Regions from separate parts of the Mus musculus genome. Here all the other regions are linked to region 1. Evidence: chromatin contacts called from public Hi-C and HiChIP or PLAC-seq data. All regions are on one chromosome and are shown on one strand. The core of a region is the stretch at or near the end of the contact, and the rest is flanking DNA. Distances in the headings are between cores, read along the strand shown.

Evidence for each region. A called contact is a pair of places that touch in the nucleus more often than the background predicts. HiChIP or PLAC-seq counts read pairs in DNA pulled down with a chosen protein or histone mark.
Region 2: a Hi-C map of pancreatic cancer cells shows a contact between it and region 1. The contact joins two enhancer-like sites. A contact is called at or near these places in 3 of 484 Hi-C or Micro-C datasets (embryonic stem cells, monocyte-dendritic cell progenitors and pancreatic cancer cells).
Region 3: a contact with region 1 is called in an HNF4G HiChIP or PLAC-seq map of pancreatic cancer cells. The contact joins two enhancer-like sites. A contact is called at or near these places in 2 of 484 Hi-C or Micro-C datasets (adipose-derived mesenchymal stem cells and myocytes) and 1 of 115 datasets of contacts at active chromatin or transcription factors (pancreatic cancer cells).

Annotation. Positions count from the first base shown.
Region 1 is chr8:44,875,867-44,878,722 of GRCm38.p6, reverse strand. No RefSeq gene overlaps it. Among named protein-coding and RNA genes, the nearest start is that of Fat1, 73 kb to the left of the region's middle. Within about 2 kb of position 1,477, at least 34 of the 459 cell types and tissues checked have an H3K27ac peak or open chromatin away from gene starts, as enhancers often do. A contact at or near this core is called in pancreatic cancer cells, where this site is marked.
Region 2 is chr8:44,743,621-44,746,365 of GRCm38.p6, reverse strand. No RefSeq gene overlaps it. Among named protein-coding and RNA genes, the nearest start is that of Gm30397, 21 kb to the left of the region's middle. Within about 2 kb of position 1,460, at least 29 of the 459 cell types and tissues checked have an H3K27ac peak or open chromatin away from gene starts, as enhancers often do. A contact at or near this core is called in pancreatic cancer cells, where this site is marked.
Region 3 is chr8:44,703,668-44,706,367 of GRCm38.p6, reverse strand. No RefSeq gene overlaps it. Among named protein-coding and RNA genes, the nearest start is that of Gm30397, 61 kb to the left of the region's middle. Within about 2 kb of position 1,292, at least 16 of the 459 cell types and tissues checked have an H3K27ac peak or open chromatin away from gene starts, as enhancers often do. A contact at or near this core is called in pancreatic cancer cells, where this site is marked.

The sequences.
Region 1 (2,856 bases), core at 228-2,727:
TCCATATATACACACATGCACACACACAAACACATACACGGTGTCAGACAAGTACAATGCACTTACAGACTTGGGGGACCCAGGAAACATGCAGAAGACATAAGCTATACCATAGACATCTCATAATTCAACAGTCCTTGGGAGGGAAGACAGACATGCAAATCATTTTATTTCAACTCATTAAGTACTGCAGTAAAGGTGCTTTTAAGATCCCGAGGTGTAATTACTGGGGAATGGCCAACTGTGGCTGCAGGAACCAGGAAATGCCTCCTGGATGAGACTAGTAATCACAGCGATCCCACTGCACTTTGCACCATTGTTTAAGGTGTGAGCCTGTCTAATACCGGATGACTTAATCATCTTTATCCCTGCTGCTCCCCTTGGGAAGATGAAGGCAGATGAAGTGACAACAGCTTTAGCCACCTCCTGCCCAGGGCCTGTTGCCCAACCTTAGTTTGTTAAGTTTCTCTACAGTTCCTTGGGTTACAAAAGGCAACACTCATGCTTAGGATGAGCATGTACACAGGATGCTAGCATTCCGAGAGGGCTGGTTAGACTTAGGCGAGTTTGCAGAAATGTAAAAGAGAGTATGCTTCCCCACGGGCGCAGAGAATTCTTTTCACTCCCTCTGAGTCTAGATGTGTGTCCAAGACTTATGAAAGGAAACGGACTCATTGGAACCACGTGGACGTGTGTTTCTTGCTAGAGTTGGAATCTGAAGGCTGTGTGTGTGTGTCTCTCTGTGTGTGTGTGTGTGTGTGTGTGTGTGTGTCTGTGTGTCTGTGTGTCCCCATCCATCCTGGCCTTTCCCTGGAACTTCTGCTCACACAGCCTATACATTTCTTAGGGTATACTGCTTCTTGAATTAGTGTTTTGGAAATATAATGCTCATACAGATGAATCTTATTCTGGACCTACCAAGGGGCGATGCTCTCACACGTGGTTTGTTGGCTACTGGGACAGGCCCAGGGATGAGCATCCTCTTCAGCCTTGGGAAGCCCTCTTTGAAGTCAGTGGGCACTATGCCTGTTTTAGGTGGAAAGACAGAAAAATGTTTGCCAGCTACCTTTAGAAGAGTTGGTTACACTTCTCTGGATGGCCACACAAGAAGGAGCCAGCCCCCACTCCCCACTCTCTACCCCCAACCCTGGGTTTCACTTGCTCTCTGCAATCACCTTCATGCCAAAGTGCAGGAAGGAGTTTTGCTAGGGTTTGCCTGTCCGTGCAATCTGACACCTCCCAGTGGCTTGCTGGGACTGGGTTCCAGCTGGATTTTTTTCTCTCCGGTCTCACATTTATCATGGCCTCATTTGGCCTTCAATTCATCTTTCAGTACATTCTCAATCTTTGTCCTTAATATAAATTGTTTATTTTCCTCCAAAAAAGGAGAGAATGCCACCCTCCTTTGCCCTGTCTGTGCCTGTCCCCTTTCCGACTCAGCTTCAAGTGCTGAAGACAGGGTTGTTGCTACACGCCTTGCTTGAGTCACAGACCGCAGAATTTAACATGGTATGCTAACTGCTGCAGCCACTCAGGACATGAAGGGCATTGGCGAGATTCCTTTAATTAAGAAGAACAAACAAAAAGAGAAACAACATATCTTTTAAATTCAATTATCTGACTTCAGAATTTTTCCATTCATTAAAGGCAAACAGAAGTACTTTCAAAAAAAAAATCTCTAATTCCAATTTTTATGTCTTATTTACCCTGGCTCATGTTTGACGCCTAGAGCAATACTATGTCAACTGTCAACTCTTCAATGTTTCTTTGAGATATTGGTAATTTTTAACCATTGAAACAAAGTATCCTTTGCTTTTTCTGTATTTTGATTCGTTTGAAAATGTAAGTGTAAGCATCAAAGGCACACAGATTTTTTTTCCCGTTCTTTGTTCTTTCTCATTCCGTACCTACTCGGTGACATGTGAGTTCTGATTTGTTGCTGTTATTTTCTGTTTCTTTTTGAGACAGGGTCATGCCATTTAGCCCAGACAGAACTCCAACTTACAATCCTCCTGCTTCAGCCTCCTGGGTGTGGGGATTCCAAGCAAGGCACATGATGCTAAAGACATTCATTAAGCATCCACTTTTCTTGGAAAGCTCAGGACAACTTTTTTTTTTTTTTTAATTTTCCTGTTGTTATGAAATGTGTTAAATTACATCCTTCAGAAGACAATGCCATCTTCTTTTCCAACTTCCCCAATGGTTCTCAACCTTCCTAATGCTGTGACCCTTTAATTCAGTTCCTCTCGTTGTGGTGACCCTCAACCATAAAATTATTTTGTTGCTATTTACTAGCTGTAATTTTGTTATAGGTATGGATTGTAATGCAAATATCTGACATGCAGGATATCTGATATGCGACCCCCCCAAAGGGGTCGGACGCACAGGTTGAGAATTGCTTTCTGTGGCCTCAAATCTCTCTCCCTCTATCCCGCATCCATATATTAAAATCCCACCATATATATCATAGTTATAGAAGGGGGAACACCTTGCAGGTGACTAGGGCATGATAGGAGGACCCCCCAGAACTGAAATGCTGCTCTTCCAAATGACAATCTGACCACGATACCACAGACCTTGTAGCAACCTGAGAAATGTATTTCTAGCTATTGTCAGCACGTGCCTCAGTGGCTGCTGTTTGTGGTATGGCATCCTAGGCTGACTGCAACAAAAACTGATTCTACCAGAGCTTCAGCCAGGACCTCAATATCTGTCCTATATTAGCGCTTCATGTGGTCCTAACGCTCTACTTCAGTTAACACAAGTGACATCACCCTCTACGCAGGTGTGCCAATATTGGGAAAATTTCACATGTAGAGGAGATTTTTTTAAAAAAATTATACCCAGAGGCCCTTG
Region 2 (2,745 bases), core at 211-2,710, 130 kb after region 1:
AGGGCATCTTTGTACAGCTGTTCCCTCCTTTCTTTTCATTGTGGGTTCTTGGGATCTAGAGGCCCCACCCTTGTGTATCACATGCTTTTGCCTGCTGAACTATCTTGCCAGTCTCCCACCCCCACCCCTACCCCCAGTCTTCTTTATTTTTCAGACAGGATTTTACTATGTATCCTGGGCTAACTTTGATCTTGTCACCCTCCCTTCTCAGTCCTTCGACCCTAGTTGCTGAGATTATAGGCATACGCATACCCTGTTCCAGCTCACCATCCCTATGAATCTGAAGAAGTCTTTGAAGGAGGGACAGCTCCGTTTTCAAAGAATTATACAGCTCTAGTTGCCAGAGTAAGACTTGGGAATGATCCAAGTAGCCCGCCCTTCCTGGCAACTAACTGAACTCTAGGCTTGGAAGTCACTGCCACCATAGGACAGGGCATTCATTAGCTATACTTCAGAAACCCCAGGGGAAGTTGCTACATGGTTCTGGAGAGACATCTACCATGAGCACACTCTATTTTTTCTTGTCTTTCTTTTTGACAGGGGCAGGAATCGGGCCCAGAGCTTCCAAAGGAACCAAGTGTCCCCCTCTCCTTTTCCTAGAGTGTCACAAGCAACAAACGTCTTGTCTCATAAAAGTTTCAGCCTTAAGAGGAAATCAGACTAAATAACAATACCTCCCCCAAATACTGAAGAATCTGGCGTGGTTTGTAATAAATATGACTGGGCTTTATAGCCTGCTTCACGTTCATCTCTCTATTGAAGCTGTGGTAGAAACCTTGTTGTGGGGAAAGGTGCTGTGGAAAATGCGTCCTTGAAAACGGAGCCAGTAAAAGGGAAGCGAATGTGTGGAAAGTGAGTGGGTTGACAGGGATTCATCATAGGATAAAAGGCACTGCAGGCTGACTCAGTCAAGTGCAGCAAAGAAGACAATGGGTTGGGGGGTGGGGTGGGCTGGGGACCTGAGTGCTAGGCATTGCAGAGCTGCAACTTCATAGTGAACACTGCTCCTCTCCCCCCCCCCCCCCATTAACTCACATACACACAGTGTAAAGGTTTTACTCTTTGGGCTAAAACCTAATAAAGCTATTAAGTGATTGCCAAGCAGGGTAAAATTCTAGCGTTTGCTTTAGCAAGCTGGGAAAACAACAGATGGTAGAAAGTTTGCTTATCCTGCTTGCAAGCCTGTTGAAGAGAGACAGCAAAGCCGGCGTTTGGTTTTCAAGGAGTGTTGTTCTGAGCAGCTTGGATTCCGTTTTAAATGGCGGTTCGAATTTTGTGATGAATTCAACAATCTATCTGTGCATTTGCCCCCCATCCTGCAGCATCAGAACAAGTCGTGTGTTACTTTTCCAGGTTGAAAACACCCGAGATTCTGAAAGAGGACGGACTCCAAGGCCTTGTTGGTGGTGTATCTGCTGTGTTTCTGCCTCACTTCTAAGTTTAAGGGGAGCCGACTGTTTCCTTTTCTTTTTCTTTCCATGATCTCACTCACCATTCCGGACTACCATTTCCCAGACTTGCTGACCAGAAGAGCAAGTGGGCGGGGATCCACCCAATCAACTGCACCTCCCATCATTTGTTTCCTCAAGAGAGCAGAGCTTTTCTGTCCTCAAAGCATCTCTTACACTCCCTTCCTCCTAACATCAAGTCCCAATCTGTTCCAGGCTGGAGTTCTTGCTCCCCCCCAAGCCCCCCCCCCGCCCTAGTATCTTAAACCGGTCCCCCACCTATTATCTGCACAGACGTTGCCTCCCTGTTCCCAAATACCCGACATAACAACTTAGGGGGCAGGGAGACTTATCTTGACTTCAGATGGCTCAGTCCTTGGGCAGATCATCAGGGCTACAGGAATGTGTGACAGAGGAGCTTCATCCTGTCATAGCCAACAGGAAGCAAGCAGGTGTTGTGACCAGAAGGAGATACAGGTAACATACATCCCAAAGGTCACAAGCCCAGGGATTTCCTCAATCTAGGCAGGTTTCAACTCCTAATGCCCCCACAACATTCTCAGCAGCTCTACCAGCTAGAGACCAGAGTGTCAATCCATGAGCTTGTGGGTGAATTTGACTTTCAATTCTGACTCATGAGAAGTCTGTGTTCCTCCGACATAACCTGTTGGATGTCTTGTTCATTCCTACGGCCCTTCCTAGAAGGACTTCCCTCATCCTTCAACATGGAATTTTCTGCCCCAGTCTCCCACAGAATAGGCCATATTAGTAAATTCCCTGCAGGATTTGTCATTTCTGGCTGATGCCGCAGGTGCTGGTGTATGTCCCTTCCCTTCCCTTAATGCTGGCAGCTCCTGGCTGGCCATGAAGGAAAGGCTAATTGGGAGATGATAATAGAGGAGTTGCAGGATGAACAATAGAAATGAAGAACACCACAACAAGATATCTCACTCACATGTCATTGCTACACACACACACACACACACACACACACACACACACACACGTTCTAAATCTCAAATGTTCCATACTACATAATGCTCAGCTAGTTCTACTGTATATGATCTCATAGAGCGGGACCTTAGCTAGATATGTAGAAAATTACATGTTAAAAATACCTAGTAAATTCTCCAAAGGGTTCTATGTAATTTCTACTATGAGGGAAAAGAATGGAAGAACATAAAACCTGATTTGGTTTCAGAGCCATGCACTTAGACATTTAAAGGCTGAAAGGACGCTATGTCATCTACTTACATTCGTAGAGGAAACTGAAAAAAAAAAAACCCACCCCTACTCT
Region 3 (2,700 bases), core at 43-2,542, 170 kb after region 1:
CAGTAATACGGAAGAGCTCAACCAGATCACAGCTTGACAGACCCATGTGTCATGGGCATCTATGAAACCCTAGTTTCAATTGTTCATGTAATTGGAAGACAAGTTATAGGAAATAACATATAAATGCTCACGTCTAATTTGATTTATTTCCCTCTTAATTACAGAAACATCTACTGCATATTCCCTGAGTGTTAGGACCTATACTGGATGCTGGGAGATAATAGTGTAAAAGTCAGTTACTATTTTCCCTCATGGAACCCAAGGCATTTCCTAATAAAATGCCCACAGTTCTACTGAGTAGCAGCTTCTTGAATCCCGTCATCTCTAGCTGCCACCCCTTCCCAATGAAAAGGCTAATAAACAGAAACTGGTCAAATAGCAACTAGAAGGGAAAAAAAATGACAACTGAGACTGAATGTATTTGAGGCCATAAGGCAAGTAACAGAACATCATATATATATTTAACTTCTTACATTGGAGGTTCTATCTCTGCGTGAAGAATCTATGTGAGTATTGCTGCTATGACTGTTGTCAGTGAACATCCTAGATGTTCCTTCCTCAGAAGGAAGAAAGCCCCTTCCCTCTCTTGATGCCGATGAAGATTTTTTAAGTCCTCTTTGGAAGGAAAGTCACACACCAAGTGATTTCTTTCCCCTTTTCTGTTAATCTCAGCTCTCACTCAGTTGCCAGCTCCTGGACTTGCTAGACTGTAGCATTTAAAGACCTCTAAGTAGCGTCCCTTCTGAATCCCCAGGCAGAAGCGTTGTATGTTTAGTTAACCTTTAAAGAAAGGAATTCCATATACCCAGCATTTCCAGGGAGAAAAGAAGGTCATGCCAGGGTCTCTGCAAGCTTTTCCCAAATCTGTTTACACTGGAAACTGACAATATCCGATATCTTTCCTTCCTTCCTGCTGTGTGAGGTACTGAAAAGCATCCCCTGTAGTTTGAGCATTTAAACTTAAACTATTTATACTGCCTCATGTATACAACACTCTTCCCTAACAAGTCCCACGGAAGGGCCTGATACCCTCTAAACTGTTTTCTACACTGCCCCCTCCTTTTCTTAAATATCTTATAATTTAACTTAAAAATCATTCCGCATTGCTTCAGGAAGTCTTCTTTTAAACATGATTATATACTTTGAGAATGGAGATGCTCTTTTTTTTTTTTTTAAACTAAGTTTTAGTATGTAATGGTTGTTCCTCTTCTTCCTGGTTGCATATTTTTGGTGACACATCCATAGCAACGTGGCTCTATTTATAAGCAAACAGAAGGAGAAACATGGACTTTGGCTAACCTGGGTGGACAAAGCACACCCTGAATGCAATCGTAATTGTGCCCACAATGGGGACGCGCTCCAAAGTCGATTGGATTTTCCACATAATCTGTTCTGTGGGAGGAAATTCATCAGCTGCCACAACACATCATGATTTGAACTGGATATTTTAATTCATAAAATAAAATTTAATTTAATAAAAAATAAGAATCTGAGCTCCCATTCTGTTTCTAGTTGCTGGGTGCTAGACTGTAGCATTTAAAGTTCTCCGAATGGAGTCCTTTCGAGTGGAGTCCCTTCTGAATCCCTGCCAGGAAACATCGTATGTTTACCAAGAACTAAAGCAAGGGAACAATTCACCTGTTTTTCTGAGGGAGAAATATTCCACATGACTTGACATGGAAATTCCTTACTCAGTTAAGACATTTTATTTAAAGTCAGCTTTTTAAAAAAATAAGTGAAAATTAGAATAAGGTTGAGTTCTGTAGACGATCTGAGTCAACTCACTAATCAGTTCAACAGATTTATACTGGGGACTTCCTGTGCTTGATACGGAGAGGTCAAAGGATACTATCTTTAGCCAGTGGGGCAGATATTTACACAAATAACGCAGAGGCAATATATAGTAAAGCCTACATTACCAGAGGAAGTTATATTGGGTGAGACATGGTCAGAGGCACAGAGAACTGCCTGTTTCTAGATGGTATGGTACTGGGGAGTGTACAAGAAGACAGAATACTCCTGAGGTTAAAGGCACAGTTTCAACCACTGGGCAGGGAGAAGGACGAGGATTCCTCATTGAGTGGTCAGGCGAGTGGATGCTCGTTCTCTGTTTCCTACTCAATATGGAAAGAGAGATCTCTGCGGAACCCAAAGAAGTCTGGGAAAGGATTCTTGAGTATGTTTCAGTTGTCTGCTGTTGTCGGGTGAATCATCTCAGATGTTATGATTCACCATTGGCCAATCTGGCCTCTACTGATATGTCTTCCTCTTTGTTCAATGCTGAGATTCCCTAAAGGGGTCAGAAGACAGTCCAGGCAGGTCTAAGTTGGTCCTGCCTACTTACCCAATCATGAGTAAGTGGCTCAAAAGAAAAATCTTCTCTTTTCTCTAACAGAGACTTGTTCTTATTTGGGCACTGCTGCAGATAGAACTAGATTGTTTGTAATGATGATTCAGGGAGTGAAGCTACAGATAACATTAATTCTGACAGATTCTTCGTGTTGGTTGATATAGGGAATGCTCCAGGATCCAGGGTATCTGAAATTATGTATAGACGTCCATCCACAGGTGTGGAGAAGCCTAACACATAGGGGTGGTTTCTAACAGTATACCCTACTCTCCTAAGATCAAAAGAAAGGGGCTGGGGTGGGCATCATTTTGGGAATATTCTACAAGTGAGAGGAGGGGCTTAAAGAAGCT